Regions from separate parts of the Mus musculus genome. Here all the other regions are linked to region 4. A link is a contact called in public HiChIP or PLAC-seq and promoter capture Hi-C data. All regions are on one chromosome and are shown on one strand. The core of a region is the stretch at or near the end of the contact, and the rest is flanking DNA. Distances in the headings are between cores, read along the strand shown. Region 1 holds the start of Fam193a (family with sequence homology 193, member A). Region 2 holds the start of Rnf4 (ring finger protein 4). Region 3 holds the start of Haus3 (HAUS augmin-like complex, subunit 3). Region 4 holds the start of Fam53a (family with sequence similarity 53, member A). Region 5 holds the start of Pisd (phosphatidylserine decarboxylase). Region 6 holds the start of Ywhah (tyrosine 3-monooxygenase/tryptophan 5-monooxygenase activation protein, eta polypeptide).

What was found. Promoter capture Hi-C pulls out the DNA fragments that hold promoters and counts their contacts. HiChIP or PLAC-seq counts read pairs in DNA pulled down with a chosen protein or histone mark.
Region 1: a promoter capture Hi-C map of neutrophils shows a contact between it and region 4, with 5 times the contacts expected there. The contact joins the promoter of Fam193a here to the promoter of Fam53a in region 4. A contact is called at or near these places in 4 of 39 promoter capture datasets (liver, neutrophils and pre-B cells), 1 of 484 Hi-C or Micro-C datasets (granulocytes) and 2 of 115 datasets of contacts at active chromatin or transcription factors (astrocytes and bone marrow-derived macrophages).
Region 2: a promoter capture Hi-C map of pre-B cells shows a contact between it and region 4. The contact joins the promoter of Rnf4 here to the promoter of Fam53a in region 4. A contact is called at or near these places in 5 of 39 promoter capture datasets (cranial neural crest, liver, neutrophils and 1 more), 2 of 484 Hi-C or Micro-C datasets (CD4 T cells and embryonic stem cells), 3 of 115 datasets of contacts at active chromatin or transcription factors (effector CD8 T cells, large pre-B cells and memory CD8 T cells) and 2 of 9 other capture datasets (adipose tissue and liver).
Region 3: a contact with region 4 is called in a promoter capture Hi-C map of liver. The contact joins the promoter of Haus3 here to the promoter of Fam53a in region 4. A contact is called at or near these places in 6 of 39 promoter capture datasets (the C10 cell line, erythroid cells, hematopoietic stem and progenitor cells and 2 more), 1 of 15 datasets of contacts at CTCF or cohesin (the NIH/3T3 cell line) and 2 of 115 datasets of contacts at active chromatin or transcription factors (bone marrow-derived macrophages and memory CD8 T cells).
Region 5: a promoter capture Hi-C map of pre-B cells shows a contact between it and region 4, with 3 times the contacts expected there. The contact joins the promoter of Pisd here to the promoter of Fam53a in region 4. A contact is called at or near these places in 3 of 39 promoter capture datasets (liver and pre-B cells), 2 of 484 Hi-C or Micro-C datasets (CD8 T cells and neutrophils), 1 of 115 datasets of contacts at active chromatin or transcription factors (embryonic midbrain) and 1 of 9 other capture datasets (macrophages).
Region 6: a contact with region 4 is called in an H3K4me3 HiChIP or PLAC-seq map of bone marrow-derived macrophages, with 5 times the contacts expected there. The contact joins the promoter of Ywhah here to the promoter of Fam53a in region 4. A contact is called at or near these places in 2 of 39 promoter capture datasets (liver and pre-B cells), 2 of 484 Hi-C or Micro-C datasets (embryonic stem cells and regulatory T cells), 3 of 115 datasets of contacts at active chromatin or transcription factors (bone marrow-derived macrophages, extraembryonic endoderm stem cells and memory CD8 T cells) and 1 of 9 other capture datasets (embryonic stem cells).

Annotation. Positions count from the first base shown.
Region 1 is chr5:34,368,619-34,371,318 of GRCm38.p6, forward strand. Fam193a (family with sequence homology 193, member A) reads left to right here and starts at 1,315. Exons shown (of 21, transcript NM_001243123.1): 1 at 1,315-1,809. The coding sequence starts at 1,588.
Region 2 is chr5:34,334,871-34,337,570 of GRCm38.p6, forward strand. Rnf4 (ring finger protein 4) reads left to right here and starts at 1,380. Exons shown (of 8, transcript NM_011278.5): 1 at 1,380-1,671. It also overlaps A830049F12Rik.
Region 3 is chr5:34,168,032-34,170,731 of GRCm38.p6, forward strand. It overlaps Haus3 (HAUS augmin-like complex, subunit 3), which reads right to left and starts at 1,393. Exons shown (of 5, transcript NM_146159.1): 1 at 1,359-1,393; 2 at 1-412. The coding sequence starts at 282. It overlaps Poln (DNA polymerase N), which reads right to left and starts at 1,495. Exons shown (of 25, transcript NM_181857.4): 1 at 1,359-1,495.
Region 4 is chr5:33,628,257-33,630,956 of GRCm38.p6, forward strand. It overlaps Fam53a (family with sequence similarity 53, member A), which reads right to left and starts at 1,379. Exons shown (of 6, transcript NM_178390.3): 1 at 1,081-1,379; 2 at 597-721. It also overlaps Gm9903.
Region 5 is chr5:32,784,283-32,786,982 of GRCm38.p6, forward strand. Pisd (phosphatidylserine decarboxylase) reads right to left here and starts at 1,344. Exons shown (of 8, transcript NM_177298.3): 1 at 1,267-1,344. The coding sequence starts at 1,331.
Region 6 is chr5:33,017,559-33,020,258 of GRCm38.p6, forward strand. It overlaps Ywhah (tyrosine 3-monooxygenase/tryptophan 5-monooxygenase activation protein, eta polypeptide), which reads left to right and starts at 1,258. Exons shown (of 2, transcript NM_011738.2): 1 at 1,258-1,596. The coding sequence starts at 1,510.

The DNA.
Region 1 (2,700 bases), core at 65-2,564, 740 kb after region 4:
TGGAGTGCTGCATGCCCAGCCCTGTGCCTGCAAGGGGTTGGGATTATGGTGGAGGCAAGCACTTCTATATCCTGTGCCCTCTAGGATACTAATGACACTTAAAAATTTCAACTCCATGCCAATGTGCCAAGAACAGAAGAAAGCAAAGTGGTTATGGAAGTAGGGAGGCATTCAACTGGACTCCTTAGATGAAATGGAGGGAAGGGGCGGTCCTGACACTGCCCACCTATGGAGTACTGAGGGAGATTTAGCCTGGCATCCTACTACACTTTAATATCAGAGCTATCCAAGACCTGTTTGGGTGAGGGACCTTCATTCTATTGGGAAGTTAGTCATTGAAACGGGGTTCATCACATTGGGCTGCTCAGGTTTGGGGTGAAAAATGGGTCAGAATTGCTGAATTGGGCCAGAATGACTAACTAGGAGGTAATAGGAGATGGTTCAGGAGCGCATGTCTGTATGTCGCAATGCTAATCTCAACAGATAGCACTTGGTTCCACTGATGGAATCAAAAATAGGTATGAACTGCGGGAAACCTTTGGTTTGGGTCCTTGTACCTATAGGCGATAAGCAGGGCGCCAAGGAACAAGGTTTCTAGGTAGTGGTCCAGACTTCTGTCCTGAACTAAAGTCCTCCTGGTATGTGGTGAATGGAAAGTGATGAATAGCATGGGCGATGGCCTGAGGAAGCGCTCCTTTAAGTATGGAGACTTTAAAGAGAAGCGAGGAAGGAGTGAGGCAGGCTCCTGCTTACTGCAGGCCTTGTCAGCGCAGATGCAGTGAATTACCAGTCGGCGGATGCCGGCCCTCTTTCCACTGGCCCTGGCATAGGCCAAGGTCACACAGCGACAGGTGAAAGGGGCACGCTCGAACCTGGACTGGGCCAAAGTCAGCAGGGCCCACTACGAGCAGGGCAAGAGCTTGGGTCTTTGGCAGGAGGCTGTACTAAAGGAACTGAGAGACCGCCAGAGTTGGAACTGCGAGACCCTCTTGGACCCCGCCCGCCTCCAGCTCCGTCCGTGCGCGGACTACAGATTCCACAGGGCCACGCGGCGCCGGACGTCACCCTAGGCACACCCTCTCCCCGCACGACTAACTGCGCGTGGCCCTACGGGAGTCGTGGTCCCGCCCCACACGCCCGGGCGGAGCCGCGGGCGGCTGGAACTACAGCTCCCGGCATGCCTCGCGCGTGGCGTCGGGGGCGGGGTCCCAGGCCAGGGGCGCGCCGCCCGGGAGGGCGGAGTGCGGGGGGCGGCCGCCCGCGCCCCTCCCCCTGCCGCTGCTTCCCCCCTCCCCCGACGTAAACTGGGATCCCTTTCCCCTTGTGTCCGCCATATTGGACTCTTAACTCTGGTCAGCGGCGGCACCGGGCCCGGTGGACTCGCGTCGCTCTCGCCAGCAGCTGCCCCTCAGATCCCGTCCGCCCCGCCCTCCCAGCCCGGGAGGAGACCCCGCGCCGCGCCCCCCGCCCGGCCGGCCGCAGCGCCCGCCGCCGCCTCCGCCTGCCCGCCGCTGCCGCCGCCGCCCGCGGCCCGGCGCCCGCCCGCGCCCCTTCCCCGCCCGCCGTCCTCCGTCCCTCACTCCCGCCATGAGCCCGGCCGACGCTAAGCGCGGAGCCAAGCGCCGGAAGAACAAGCGCGGCGGCGGCGGTGGCTCGGGTGGCGGCGGCTCGGGCGGCAAGGCCGGCTCGGCGGCGGCCCTGCGCGGCCCCCAGGCCCCGGGCCCCGGCGCGGCGGGCCTGCTGGGCGGCGCGGCGGCCCACGGGCCTCTGGGCGCGGGTGCGGGCGGTGCCGCCGGAGGCTACTTCGAGGTAAGCAGCAGGGGTCCGCGGGCGGGAGCGGCCGCCGCCCCCTCACGAGCGGCCGGGCGGGCGCGGCCGGCGGATAACGGGCCGGCGCCTGCCTAGCTGACAGCTCCTCCCGGGCGCGAGCGCGGCGGAGGGAGGGCGGCGCCGGCGGGACCCCCGAGGCACACCGACTGTGGCCTTGAAAAGTGCCCCCTAGAAGTTTCTGGGTACCGCCTGGCGCACCACGGGCGCGGCTGTCTTGCCCTCTGTGCCTGCTGCTGTAAGCTCTCGGGAGCCGCCGGGGTCTCTTTCCTCAGGAGTGTCAGCTGAGGATAGTCGCAAGGGTTGGGGTAACTATTTTTTCAGGTTTACTTACGCAGGCATGCTGTGGATGGACCGCTGTCTCTTTTATTCTGTTTCAGAAGATAGTGCTGGTACGTGGGATGCAGTTGGCATAATCGGTTCTATAGATTGGATTGGCCACCGAATGATTATGGGTTTCTCTCAAGTTGCGTTCTTGTAAGGTTGCTAAAACAAGTTATCTTCTTTTAAAAAGACATCCACAGTGAAGAAACCAAAGCTTTAAGGGGTATTTGTGTGCCAAGTCATGAGGCAGATTTTTTTTTTTTTTAATGAGATTCGGAATATTGTGTTGGCACAGTATGTATTGAGAGCAGTTGAGAAAATTGTTGGGGATGGGCATGGGTTTTGATGCTCATGTTGTTGCAAGAAAGTACAGTAATGGATAAATACTTAAGTTTTCCTTATTTGTTCCCGGTGTTCTCTGCAGTTTTGGTGCAACTTTGGGAGCTTTCTTCGCGGAGTATTGTTACATTTGTTTAGCATCTGGGGTTTGTCCTTGGGTTTGAGTTTCCAGAGTTTGGCCTTTTTCTTGACTCTGGACAGCTCTAGTTT
Region 2 (2,700 bases), core at 130-2,629, 710 kb after region 4:
GTGTTTCTGTATAGCCTTGACTGTCCTGGAACTAGCCTATCAGGCTAGCCTCAGACTTAGAGATCTGCCTGCCTCTGCCTCCTGAGTTTAATCTCTGCTGGGATTAAAGGTGTGGGCCACTACTTCCTGGCAAGAAATATTTAACTGTTTAACTGCAAACAGAACCTTTAACCTATAAGGGTATATATTCCTGTTTTGGTCTCACCTGATTTAAGTATTCAAAAAATTATAAGAAATACCTACATTTTTCTTACAAATGTAAGTTCTCTTTATTCCTATTTATAACATTTGGAAAGCATGCCCAAAACATCAAAACACATTTTACACTGGAGTCAGGTATGTATTTATCATACACACTTTATCCTAAGTTCTCTTATAATTCCATAAAACGTCAGAGATTGTAATATGGAAAATATTAACGGTCGGGTTTTGATCTGCTTCGCCATGTTAATCAATCTTCCAGGATCTATATCCCCACAGAAGCAATTCAACCACATTTAGGATAACCTTCAAATCATCTGCTCAAGTAGTCTGAGGGTCCTCATCTATTTCTTTCTAGTTGCTATTTATCTATGGATAGATCATTTTCCAGTTGCTAAACCCATCCCTCCACCTAGCCCAGGAGCAGCAGGACTTGTATTACCTGTTAGCACTCACATTCTTATTAACCGGCAGAAGTAGGTAAAATGGATAACCTGTAATAGGTGTGAATGGACTGAGACTTGCCTAAAGTTATTATACTGGTTTTCAGATTCAGGTAAGAGAGATTCTGTAACATGAGATGTCCTAAGACCCAATTCCAGGCCCTGGTCTTGCCCGAGGCCGTTCTTTGCATTCCATGGGACTTGTGTTCTGAGTCCTGCCTTTCTCGCCTCTGCCCCGACACACTTGGGCAGCTAACCCGCAGACTCCTGGGCATGCCCAGCTCTACCTTCCCCCGCCTTTAGCACACACAATGTCTAACTGGACGTTCTCTTTCGTCTAGTCCTCAAGCTTCCTCCAGGTAGGCCTCCCAAACGTATAGGTGAGCCCCCTGTCCAGATGATGGGATTCCTGCGAGGGAGAGTCCGGGGACCGACATGCCTAAGAGCCTGGCACTTATGGTGCGAATCCCGGCCTGGTTGCCTGTGGATCAGCAGAAAATTGGGGCCTTGGGCGAGTCTCTGGTACGCCTCATTAACGACCGAGGAGACGGAGAAGGGTACGGATTATGGTTTAGGGCTAGATGCAGCCGTAAGGGCCACCGTATACCAGGTCAGAAGCCAAACGAAAAGTCAAACACCCAGCGGGCAAGCTCGCGACGCGCCTCAGCAACGACACCGCCAAGTTCTCGTGGGAGGAGCGCGACTGGCGGCACTCTCGCGGGAAGTGGAAGCTCCCGCAAGCAGGCGGGGGGCGTGACCGGAAGAAGGTGTATTTCAAAGTGGTAATAGATGGTTTTCTCACCCAATAAAATTGCAATTTATCCTCCTAAACCGGTAGAGCACGGGAGAAAAGGCGGGAGAGGCCAATAAGGGCTGAGAAGGGCGGGCCGGTGCCGGACGAGCGGAAGTGGGTCTTCGTGAGGCGGTGGAGGCTTGCTTGAACGGGTCTCCTCAGCGGCGGCTGGAGTCGGTACGTCCTTGCCCGAGCTCATCAGCCGAGGCGTCTGGCAGCAAACCCCAGCTCCAAGTAAGGCTGGGCTCCGCAGCATGGAAGCGGCGGGGCAGGGCGGTGCGGGCGTGGAGCGCGGGCGGCCTCTCGGCCCGCACTGGGGTTGGTGGCCGCCCGCCTCTCGCAGAACCGCGCTTCTCCGGCTTGGGCCCTCTGCCGCCTCTTTCCCGGAGAGCACGCGGTTGTCGGAACATGGAGCGGCGCCGTCGTCGGAAGTAGGGAAATGTCTTGTGTGGGGGTATCCGCTCGCCAACCCGCGGCCTGGCCGGAGAACCTCTTTCGCCAAGTAGGAAGGGAAACTGAGGCTCGGCGAGGGTTGGGGGTCGCCCAAGGTCACTCTCGGGGCCGGGCGGGCGGATTGCAGAGAACCTGAGCGAGGTTTTTGTTCCTTGCTGATGACGCAGCCTTTGTGTGGTCGCGTCGCCGCCCCGCCTTCCGGAGGCCTGCGAGTTTGCTGGGGCACCCGGGCCGCGTGGCGGGCCGTATCTAAGTTGCGAGAGTGCCGAGGACGCTTGCGGGCTTTGGAGCTGAATGGGGTTTGGGCTTCCAGGAGCCACTTTTGGTTCTATCTATGGTTAGTCAAGCGGGCGATTGCGACCTCCATCCTTAGCCCGGTGCCTGCTCGGGCCCTTCCCTCAGGGCCACATCTGTACACAGGGATAGGAAACTTAACCTTTAACATTGTTCGCAGTGGACGCCATTGTCCACATTTTGATTAGGGCGGGGGAGGAGTCCAGATATGGGCGTTCCTGCTTTTTGTTTTTTTAAACTTTACCCCTGGGCGTTTTAAGCTTCAGTTTTTCGGTCTGCCGTTTAGTTTAGGTTGCCCAAGTAATTGGGGGAGCCCGAGGTTCACAAAGGCTGAGGTAGTCTGAGGTCTTTCAGCCTGCAGATTGACTCTTGTTCCTGACAATGGTGAGAGGGAACCTCTCTCCAGCCCAGACCCCACACACACCTGGTGCTTTTTCTTTTTAATGGTTGGAGAAAACACTTGCGTCCCGGTTTGCCTGTGAGTTCGATGTGAAATGAGTGGAAAGTTGTCTTGCT
Region 3 (2,700 bases), core at 143-2,642, 540 kb after region 4:
CAGTTTGCATGTCTTCAAATCAAAAGTTTTACAGGTCCTAAGAACTTCATCCAATGCTGTTCCTTCTAGGATAGGCTTGCCTGATCGCTGGAGATCGCTGAAGGCTTCCAATTCTTTTTCAGACAATACATTCTGTTCATTCACATTCCCACAAAACCATTTCAAGAATGACTCATCTTCAACATCCTCAAAGAGCCAGTCAAAATCTTCTCCATTAAGAATATCAGCTTTGGGATAACCAATTTTTTTCAATGTTTCCACAAACTCATTTCCACAACTCATGGTTTAACTACTCCTGTTTTTAAATATTTGATATGAATCTATTTTTTTAAACTAAGTTCAAACAGAAAAAAACATATTTACGCTAAGTCCATAGAAGAAGGAAAAAAAATACAATCTATAATGTGTTTTCCTAGTGGGGGAAAGAACACAAGTATTAGACCATGAACAAGGCAAATGAATTTTAAATATACAGATCATTTTATCAGATGACATCAGGAGACTACTTAAGTTAAAAGCAGATGCACGTGCAATATCTGACAAAGACAAAGCAAAACAGAAGCAATCAGGGTGTTGCTTAGGACACTACAACAGTAATGAAGAATCTAATTAATGAAGATATAACAATAAAAAAAAACTGATTTTTTTTCCCAATGATGAAATTACTTAAAATAAATTACATTTTGTAAAATAGCTGTTTCCCCTGTAGTTTCTAGTTAGGAAAAAGAAATATGCCTACCTTTCTAAGGAAGAATCAACTAAATATTTACTTCAATCAGCGTTCCATCAGTCTCAAAGGACTCAATCTATAGATATAACCAGTCTAACGCAGAGAAAACCAGGACAAATTGACAAGTTTCAAAGTACCCATCAATCATCAAGTAAGAAGTTTTATTTCGAATAGAACACAATGAACCACGACTTGAACCAAACTTAGGTCAGTGACAATGGCAGGTCTTAAAATCACGATGTATTTGACACTCTGGTAGCAAACTCTCTGGGTTGGTTTTGGTTTGTTTCTGAGTATCCAGTTATGACACTTAAGAGCTCTAATAAAACACGCCCACAAAAGTACCAAATTGCTGTTTTTAAAAGCTGGGTAACAGATAAGTGTGTATTTCCGGTTTAACGTTTGCCTCGTATGATTGAGGCCTTGGGTTTTATCCGCAGTATCCGAAAAATAAAGCTACCAACCCCAGCCGGATGACCGGCCACGTACCTCCGCCCCCACCTCTGGCACAAAGCCTCAGCCTCCCCGCACACCCCGCGCCTGGGCCCAGCGACCTCTATCGATGCCTCAAGCAGGCTGTAGGAGGGTAGCGGCGGCCCCGCCAACCCCGAACTTACAAGACCCTTACCTCAGGAAAGCCGCAGTCACTGCTCTCTGCCAGCCTCCAACCGCGCGCGCCGCAGTGCCTCACGGGAGTGCCAGGACGCGCACGCGCAGATTACAACATCCGTAAAGTCAGCGCAGGCGGCGAGGTATCCCGGAGAAAGCGAAGGAGGACCCGCAGACCAACCCCCTTCAACGAGCCGGGGTAAAGTGATTGGCTTTCCTGACGGACGCACCGCCCCTTAGCCCCGCCTCTGGCCCGCCGTCCTTCCCGCTAGGCTCAAGAGGATTGGTTTTCTCACTATAGGCTCTGCCCTCGCTCCGCCCCACCCCGCCCCCGCTCGGGAGTTGGAGTCTGGGTCTCTTCCGGCTGCTTTGTTGCCTTGGCCATTTGGCCCTCTAGTTCAGTTAGGCCTCCTGTCCTAAGAATGGCTTGCGGTCTGTGACACCACTAGGGGACCGGAAGTTTGAGGCCGAACAGACCCCTTCTTCCCCCAACAGCTCTTACCACCACCACTGGTAGGGTGATCCAGCGTTGGTGCTAATAACAAGCAGCTGGGACCCTATCAGGTCTCTTGCAGGGTAGGATTGTTGGCTATAGAATCTTTTACAATGGTTATTTAACAAAAATCACTTAACTCCCAAGGCCTCGATGACTTCCAAGCAAAAGCTGACTCCCTCCAAGATCCCATCTTCAAAATGTCAAGGTGTAAAATACATCAGTTTTAGAATGCATTTAACTCAGAAGTACAGACATTCTGAGGATGCCCGCCGTCATTCAATGAAAGACAGAATGCTGAACTCAGATGCAAGCCTAGTTAATGTCCTATGGTCCCAGAAAACTGATCTTTGGAGTTACAGTTGGCATTGGTAACAACTTGTCTGTATGGGTCATAATCTGTTCATTTTTTTCTATCAGACAGCATTTGCAACTTAACCACTCTCTTGTAAGATGATATATAAATTCACAAGATCTGGGCTTTGATCATTAAAAAAATAGTATTCCCCTCTTCTAATCATAAATAGGGTGATGTATCAGACAAGGGTCTAGTCTAGTTGCTACTAGGTAGAATTCTTTCTGGATCTTTTTCCCTGGGCTTATTTGTTTTGTGAGACAAGGATTTGCTTCTCTACCCAGGCTGGGCTTCAACTCAAGATCCTACTTTAGCATCTCCAAGTGCTGGGGCCACAGGTATGAATCACCATGCCCAGATATTCATGTTTTCAAAGAGAGAAAAACTAATGTTCTAAGCAGATCATTTAAATTTGAGTTGAAGACATTTCCTATTAATTCTTATTTAACTTTTATCCTCCTTTTGAAGGTCAATAAAACCGGAAAGTAAATAAAAACAAACAGTACAGGGGAA
Region 4 (2,700 bases), core at 129-2,628:
CCGGGCTTGCTATGCTCACTAAACAAAGAGACGTAAAGAGGAGAACAGGTGCCAGAGGAGTCATCAGAAAGAACGACCAACCACTAACCAAAACAGCAAAGTCCATCTACTCTTCCTAATCAATTTCAATTTCCACCTTGGCGTAATATTCAGAATTTGGAAAAACTATCCTCGGTCCTACCTTGTTCTGAGATGCTGAACTTCCCTTCCAAGACCCACTTTCCTAAGATGACCAAATATGTATTTGAAGCAGCAGCATCAGTGAGCACAAGTCAAATTTCTTAATGTAAAAACTAAAGTACACCTTTCAAGTCAAACTAGTCCATCTTCAAAATTCTCAGAGCTGAAACATCATTATAAACTTAAGTAGTGGGGCTGGAGGGTTAGAATAAGCTTAGATTCATACTTAAAGATATATCTAATGATTAAATACCTTGAAGTGCAAAAAATTAAAGTGATTTTAATTTGGAGTGATAGATCACAGATCTGTAATTAAGACTAATGTACAAAGGCAATAGCATTCGGAGCGGTAAAATACATTGTGAACATCGCACATCCCATCCTCCACACAGGAAGTCTTAAAGGGACTTACACACCCTCAGTCTACGCAGGAAAGTGGCTTCGGAATAGACTTCCAAGTCACCTTCCACAGGTCGTTGGGGAGGATCTGCTCTTGGGATTCCCTTAAGGGACCATCATATCTCGTCAAACTTCCTGCTTCCTGAATACAAAATAACAATCACTGAGTCTCAACAACAGCGGGTTCACGGGCCCACGGACTCAGCATGGCGACAACAGGTCTCAAAGTCGACATGAAAAGTGATTCAACAAGTGGCAGCGCGCCCCAGGCGCAGCGGGCAGGCCTTACCGCCTGGCGTGCAGGAGCGCGCACAACAGAATGCTTGGGGCCTGGCCTAATTGGAGGGGTCCCCGGACTCGCCACGAGTTCGGGGAGCTGGGGCCCAGGGGACTCTAGGGAGCTGGGGCCCAGGGTTCTTTCAGATGCTGGGTCCCCGAGGACCTTAGGATGTCGGGGACACGGGACACGAGGACAGTGCTGGGCCCGGGGCGCGCGGGGACCTTAAGGTGCTGAGACGCCGGCTGGCCCTAGAGGGTGTTCCGCGCGCTGTGCCGATGCACCCGGCTCTCGACGTGCGGCTGCGCGGCGCCGGCCGACGTACGGAGACTCCGGGATCGCAGCGCAAGGACACGGCGTTGCGGTGGCTGGAGCTCTTAGCGATGAGCAGGCGAACGACGGCGCAGAGCACTCTCCGCGAGGCGAGTGAGCACCGAGCTCCGTAGCTGGGGCAGGGCGCCGGCCGCGCAGGCCGCGCTCCGCGCATGGGGACGGTGAGCCTCAGTCACCGCGGAACAAAACCGCAGCCGACGCCCCGCCCCCTCCGGACGCCCTCATTGGTCGCCGCGCCGCTACCACCGCCCCGAGCCGTCAGCCGTCCGCTCGCGCACCCGCCCGCGGAAGCCGCCGCAAGCAATCAACCCTCAGCCGCACCGCTAGGCGGGCGACGTCACTGCCCGGCGTGTTGTGGGTGTGGCCTCGTGACGCCCCGCCCCCGTTTCCTCTCACTTCCCTCCTACGGGTACCGTGCGCCGCTGCTGGCCCCGCCCCCCTGTGCGAGCTGGCCCGCGCCGGGTGTGACGTTAACCTTCGGGTGTCCGCGGGGCATCGAAGGCCGGTAGTGGTACCTATAGGCTCCCGGATTCCAAAGTCCGATGTGACCACCTTCATCTCCCTGCCTTTTTTCTTTTTCTTTCTTTCTTTTATAGCAAAATCTCAGTATGAAGCTCGGACTGTAGACAAGGATGGCTTCGAACTCCTAGAGATCCTTCTGCCTCTGTCTTCCGAGCCCTGGAATTAAAGACAGGCGCCACCAATGCCCAGCTTCTCCTGTCCTTTGCTGGTAATGTGCCTTTGGGCAGGACCCTTCCCTTTGGGAGTCTCATTTCTGGACCTACCGTGTGACTGGAAGGCACTTTTGTGCATTGGGTACCGGTGCTGTGAAGGAAAGCTGCTCTGCAGGTGGGTGTGACTGGGGTGGAGCACTTCTCAGGGTGCTAGAGGCCAGGCGCAGCAAAATGAAACCGCCTGCCGACTTGGCTAGGAATAGGCTGCAATTTCACAAGCCTGTAATCCCTAGACAACCTTGTTCCCAAACAACAAAAAGTAATTTTAAAAAATGTTGCAGGGTTAGGTACAGCTACTTGATGTAGAAAATGGAATAGTTCTCATCTGGAATAAGACCTAAAAAGGAAGACATTAGAAAGCCACTGGGTATTCCTGGGGCACACCAGAAGTCTGGGCCCTGGCCACCACGTTATGGGTCTGGTAAATCCAGTTCTGTACAGGCTCAGAGGCCCAGCCAAGGGAGGCCAAGATCAACTAGAATGAGTGCCCTCACCTGCTGCATCACCTGCGACAGACCTTTCATTTCCTCCTCCAGGTTTCTTGAGGACAGGGGACTTGCGACCTGGATCACAGCAGGCAGGAGCCAGATAAGGACTGAGACATCTGGCAGGCACCTGTGCCTAAGAGGAACTCTGCCCAGAACAGTCCTCAACCACACTCTCCCTGGGCAGATCTGGACCAATGGTGGCCTTCTCAAATCACCACGGTCACCTTGTGTTTCCCAAGCCCTGCAGCTGATTAAGTTACATACGCCACACAGCTCAGCTGTATTTGAG
Region 5 (2,700 bases), core at 94-2,593, 840 kb before region 4:
TGATACAGGGTCCATCACTAGCCTAAAGGTCACCAATTAAGCTAGAATGTTTTCTTCTGGCCTCCATGGGTACCAGGGCACACACAGACATACATGCTGGCAAAATATTTACACACACACACACATTTTAAAAATTGAGCAATGTTGGTGGTGTAGAGATGGTTCAGCAGTTAAGAGAACCAGAGTTGAGCCAGGTGTGGTAAAGCCTTCAATCCCAGCACTTGGGAGGCAGAGGCAGGCAGATTTCTGAGTTCGAGGCCAGCCTGGTCTACAGAATGAGTTCCAGGACAGCCAGGGGTACACAGAGAAACTCTGTCTCAAAAAACCAAAAAAAAAAAAAAAAAAAAAAAAAAAGTACCAGAGTTTGGTTCCCAGCATACATGTCAGATGGCTCTCAACCACCTGTAATTCCTCCAATTCCAGGAGACTCTTGATGGTCCTATGGACACCTGCAACCACCCATATGCATACACACACACGGTGTAAAAAGGTAGAAGTAGTCTTTGCCAAAAAGAAATAAGTATGTAGGCTATTAAGTAACTCAGCCAAGTTGAGAACTGTTTCTTCTCTCTCATTTGGGTTAAGAACTCTCTCCTCTTCTCCCCTCCTACCCTTCAAAAAAGAATAAACAGCTGAAACATGCCAGTAATCTCGGCTTTTTGGAAGCACTTGGGAGGCTGAGGCAGGGGGATAGCTGTGATTTCGAGGCCAGCCTGGGTTACCTAATGAAACTGTCTGGAGCAGACAAAAAGCCAAATGAACAGTCACAATAGATGCCTCATGTCGCTCTCCCACTTCTAGCTGCCTAGGAACTTAAGTAACCCAGACGTTTGGGGTCAGCAGGATAAGGACCACAATTCCACCACAGACTTTTCAGATAAAGAAACCTAATTCTTTCGCCTCAAAGCTTTAGAACCCCAAGTGAAGGTCGCTTTGCCGTGCCGTGCTCTTCCAGGTTACACCAGCCTGGTAGGAAGGCAAACACCCGTGAAAAGGAGATCGACTCTGCTTCCACTCTAGAGACCAGCGGGCAGCAGAATATGGTGGGTTTGGTTGTCCCTGTGCACTTTCACCCAGCCTTTAGGCCACACCCATTTCACGGTCCACGCGGTGGCTTGTAGCACCTGTTCTGAAGCCGAAAGGTGGCTCCGTGTCCTTCCTGTCAGACCTACTCGCGGCGAGCCGGCGACGAGAACTGGCTTCGCTCTCAGAGCCTGGCTTGGTCTGTGCTGATCCCTACCCCAGCAGCCTCCCGCCCGGCCATACCTGCTCCGCCACAGCACACCTCCACGAAGCGAGCGCACACACGCGCGGCCCCCAGACGCCGCCATCTCGCCTCCTCCTGAGCGGACACGCCCCCTTCCGCCTTCGGACGCACGCCCTTGTCGTCACCGGGCCAATCAGGAACGTGAAAGGCTGGGCCCGGAAGCTTCTGCGTACGGCTCCGCCTCTGCCGGGCCCACCCCCGCGGAGTGTGTGGGCAGGCGCGCCGGGGCGATGGGACAGCCGCTCCTGTGCCCGAAAAATCTGAGCCACCTTGTGCTCAGTCACGATGTGTGCATGGCACAAGGATGCTGGCGCCCTCGGCGGCCAGAAGAAGGCGTTGGATCCCTTGGAACGGGGTGTCTATTCTTATCTCATTGATGGGGCTCCAGAGGCGAGGGGTTTATGTAAGAAATATGGAAAGCTGTTAAACTAGGCTCCCGGTGATGGTGCTTTCTCCTGTACTTTCCAGTTATGAGGGGAAAACGAATTTTTCAGTGGTACATAACAGTTTTGTTTTTGTTTTTGTTTTTTTTCCTAAGCGCTGGAGACCCGCAGCCAGCCCTTGGATATTATTACCATTTTAAAGGTCTGCGAGGATAAGCAACTTTCTCAAGGGCACATTAACCCCACAAAGGGCTCGCAAATTGTATAATAATAGAAAATCCAGTATTTCTACATCATTGGTGTCAAAACCCATGATCTGAACACCCCGCCCCCCTTTTAAGGCCCTAGAAAAATGGTTGAACCTGAATGCAAAAACTGAAGGAAGGCAGCCCTGATTTTTCTTCTAGTAAACACCAAACGGATAAGCTAATTAGTGCTTTAGATTAATTCTGGATAGTTACTTAAATTCACTTACAGCAAAACCAGCCACTAAAGAGAACCTAAACCGGGCTTGGTGGCACACCCCTCTAATCCCAGCACTCAGGAGGCAGAGGCAGGAGGATTTCTGAGTTCCAGGCCACCCTGGTCTACAAAGTGAGTTCCAGGACAGCCAGGGCTACACAGAGAAACCATGTCTCGAAAAACCAAAAAAAAAAAAAAAAAAAAAAAAAAAAAAAAAAAAGAGAGAGAGAGAGAGAACCTAAGAAGTCACAAGTTTGGTAATTCAAGGCAAACACCTCCCTTTGTCATACTTTTCCAGAGCCTGGAAAAGAAACACACACAACATAATTTTGGTATGGAATTGAGTGTTGTAATTCAAATGATTGAGGTGAGTTATTTCAAAATAACACTGGAATCCCAGTATTTTGGAGTGTCCTGAATTCCAGGCCAGCCTGGGCTACCTAGACCCTGTTTTAACAAAACAAAACAAAACAAAACAAAAACCCTAGTTTTATATAACACTATTTTTTTTCAATTCTTTAGAAAACATGTTATAAATATACTGTATATACCTTTTTTAAAAGGAGCAAAACTAAAAACACATAATAA
Region 6 (2,700 bases), core at 8-2,507, 610 kb before region 4:
TCTTCAACATGAGCACACACACACACACTCCTCAGTGAACCTAAGGCCCCTTCTTCTGTGCTACAGTGGGCTAGATTTTTCTTATGTGTGTGCATGGCTTCTCTTTGTGTAACAGCCGTGTGTGTGTGTGTGTGTGTGTGTGTGTGTGTGTTTCAGACAGGATTTCTCTGTGTATCCCTGACTGGCCTAGAACTCAGAGATATGCCTGCCTGTTCCTTTGTTTCCTGGCTACTAGGATTAAAGACATGTTCCACCATGCCAGACTGTTTTGTTTTAATTGCACTTTTTCTAGCTTGAGGTCCAACCCAGGGACCTTTAGCACAGAACGACAGGAGCGGTGAAGGCTTAGTGTCCAGTCCATCGCCACAGAAATCCAAGAAGACACTGAAATTAGATTTTGGCCCCTCCACAAATAGGATATGTCACCTTGCCTTGAATTTTTGTTCCTTCTTCCACTGAGCATCAGGCCCTCCAGGCCAACACTGCACCTCTGACCTATAATCACTAATTCCCTAAAAAGATTTGAACCAGGCTAAGTCGACCCTGATAGTTGCCAACTTTTGGTTTTCCTAGGTTTACCAGGGTTGTAGATTGCACTTCTGCTTTGAAGAATGGGGGACCTGCTGAGCCTTTCCCGGAGTGGTTGTATGAAATAGGTTAGTGCTAGTCAAGGCCCAACAGTAAGTCAGGTCCCCGTAGGTATGTCCTGAACGCTACTCCGCTCTGCCAAGTTCCCTATCCCTTCCTGTGCAAGCCAGAGCTGGCCCAAGGTCAGTTTTAAGGATGGCACTACCCTGCAGTATTGTGGATTCTAGTGTGTCTGTGAGGGGCTGTCCCAAAGGGCAGGACCCACCCCACGCCGCTGACAGAGCTGACCGCTTGCTGGAGGTGGCAACACCCAACAAAGCCGCCCCTCGGTCCGGGGCGCCTCGGCTTTTCCATACAGGGTTATCTGCGGGTATCTGCTTCTCAAGCCCGAGCTCTATCATGGGTTCTGTAGCGTTTTCCTGGCCAGGGCTGCGACAACGCCTGCCTGCGGAACCACCATCGCCGCGCCCCAGCCGCTCCCCACCCTCCAACGCTGCGGCGGTAAACTGCAGTACTCCTAAGGCGCCTGCGCAGCTCTCCAGCGCGGCCCTCGCCGCGGCTATTTATAGTAGGTGACGTCACCTTAAAAAGACCGTTAGGGCTGGGCCGCCCCGCCCCCTCCCGTAGCTCGGCGGGCTGATCCGAGTGCGCAGGCGTGGTCGCGTCCTCCCCGCCCGCCCGCCCGCCCGCGGCGCCCCCTATCCTCTCTCGGCGGCTCCGCGGCGCTCGCCACAGCGCGTGCAGCCAGCCAGCGAGAAGGCGCGAGCGGCGGCGCAGCCTGCAGCCTCCCGCCAGCCGGCGAGCCAGTGCGCGTGCGCGGTAGCGGCCTCGGCGGCGACCGGGAAGCGGACGGGCGGGCGAGCGAGCGAGCGAGTGAGCAGGCGGTGTGGGCGTGCGAGGCGAGGCCGAGTCGCGAGCGACATGGGGGATCGAGAGCAGCTGCTGCAGCGGGCGCGACTGGCGGAGCAGGCGGAGCGCTACGACGATATGGCCTCCGCCATGAAGGCGGTGAGCGCGCTGGGGAGCCGGGCGGCCGGGGGCTGCGGGGCGGGGCGGCCCGAGCCTGGGCGGCGGCTCTCTCCCTACGCGCCGCCACCTTTTGGGCGCGGCGGCCGCTGGACTCTCCGTTTCCTGCGGCCTGGCCGGGGCGGGGTCTCCCCGGGAGGCCTCTCGGTGGCTGGCGGGCGGGGGTCGCCGTGTCCTAGCGCAGAGCCCCGGTGGGGGAGGGGGTGCCCGAGGAAAGGAGGAAGTCGCGTTCCTGCTTCTAGACCCTTCTGCCGGACCTGGGCGAAAGGCGCTTTCCTTCCACCATTCACCCACTTGTAATAAAGGCTCATCCGCGAGTGGAGACCCATCTCCTGGTTTTCTCTACTACGACCGGTTTGGTTTGCTTGTCTGAAGTTGTTTTTTTCCCCCACTTTCCACACCTCGGGTCTGGCTTTGTGTGGGAAGACCCCTTTCCAGCAGTCCTGGGCGTGAAGGAGGGTGTGGGTCCCTGCATACATCCCAACGGTCCATGCTGCGTGCCTTCCTGGAGATGAAATGAAAACGAAGCAACCCTGGGGGCCTTTGCATTCCTGAGACCCTCAGAGATGGATTCTGGAGCTTGATTTCCGGTAAAGGAGACCTGCCCAGCCACACCCTAGTCAATAGCTTAGCCTAGAGCCTACCTGCCTACCCAAGACTTTGGAGTTCTGTTACCACATCACTATAGACAACTCTTCACATCATCCTGGGTTTTTTCTAAAAGAATATTTCTTGTCAAGGTCACACAGTGGCAGAATTACAACTGTGGCCACCTAGCTCTTAAGACTAGGGAGAAAATTTCCTTGGATTCCACCTTAGACTTCTAAATACATAAACATTTTTGAGGGTGAGACCCAGAAATCTGCATTTTAGCAGCCCTTGGGCAGTTTTTAGCTGACCTAAGTATTAACTGCCCTGAATTGTAGCTCATATGACCTATGGCTAGTCTTTGAAAGGCTTTCTTAAACCCACATACTCCATACACATTTAATTTGGAAATTGTATTTTGATACTACATGAAATAGAAAATTGAGGCCAACATTTAGGATTTTCTCAGGTAAGAACAATAATCAAGTTAGCTTTCCT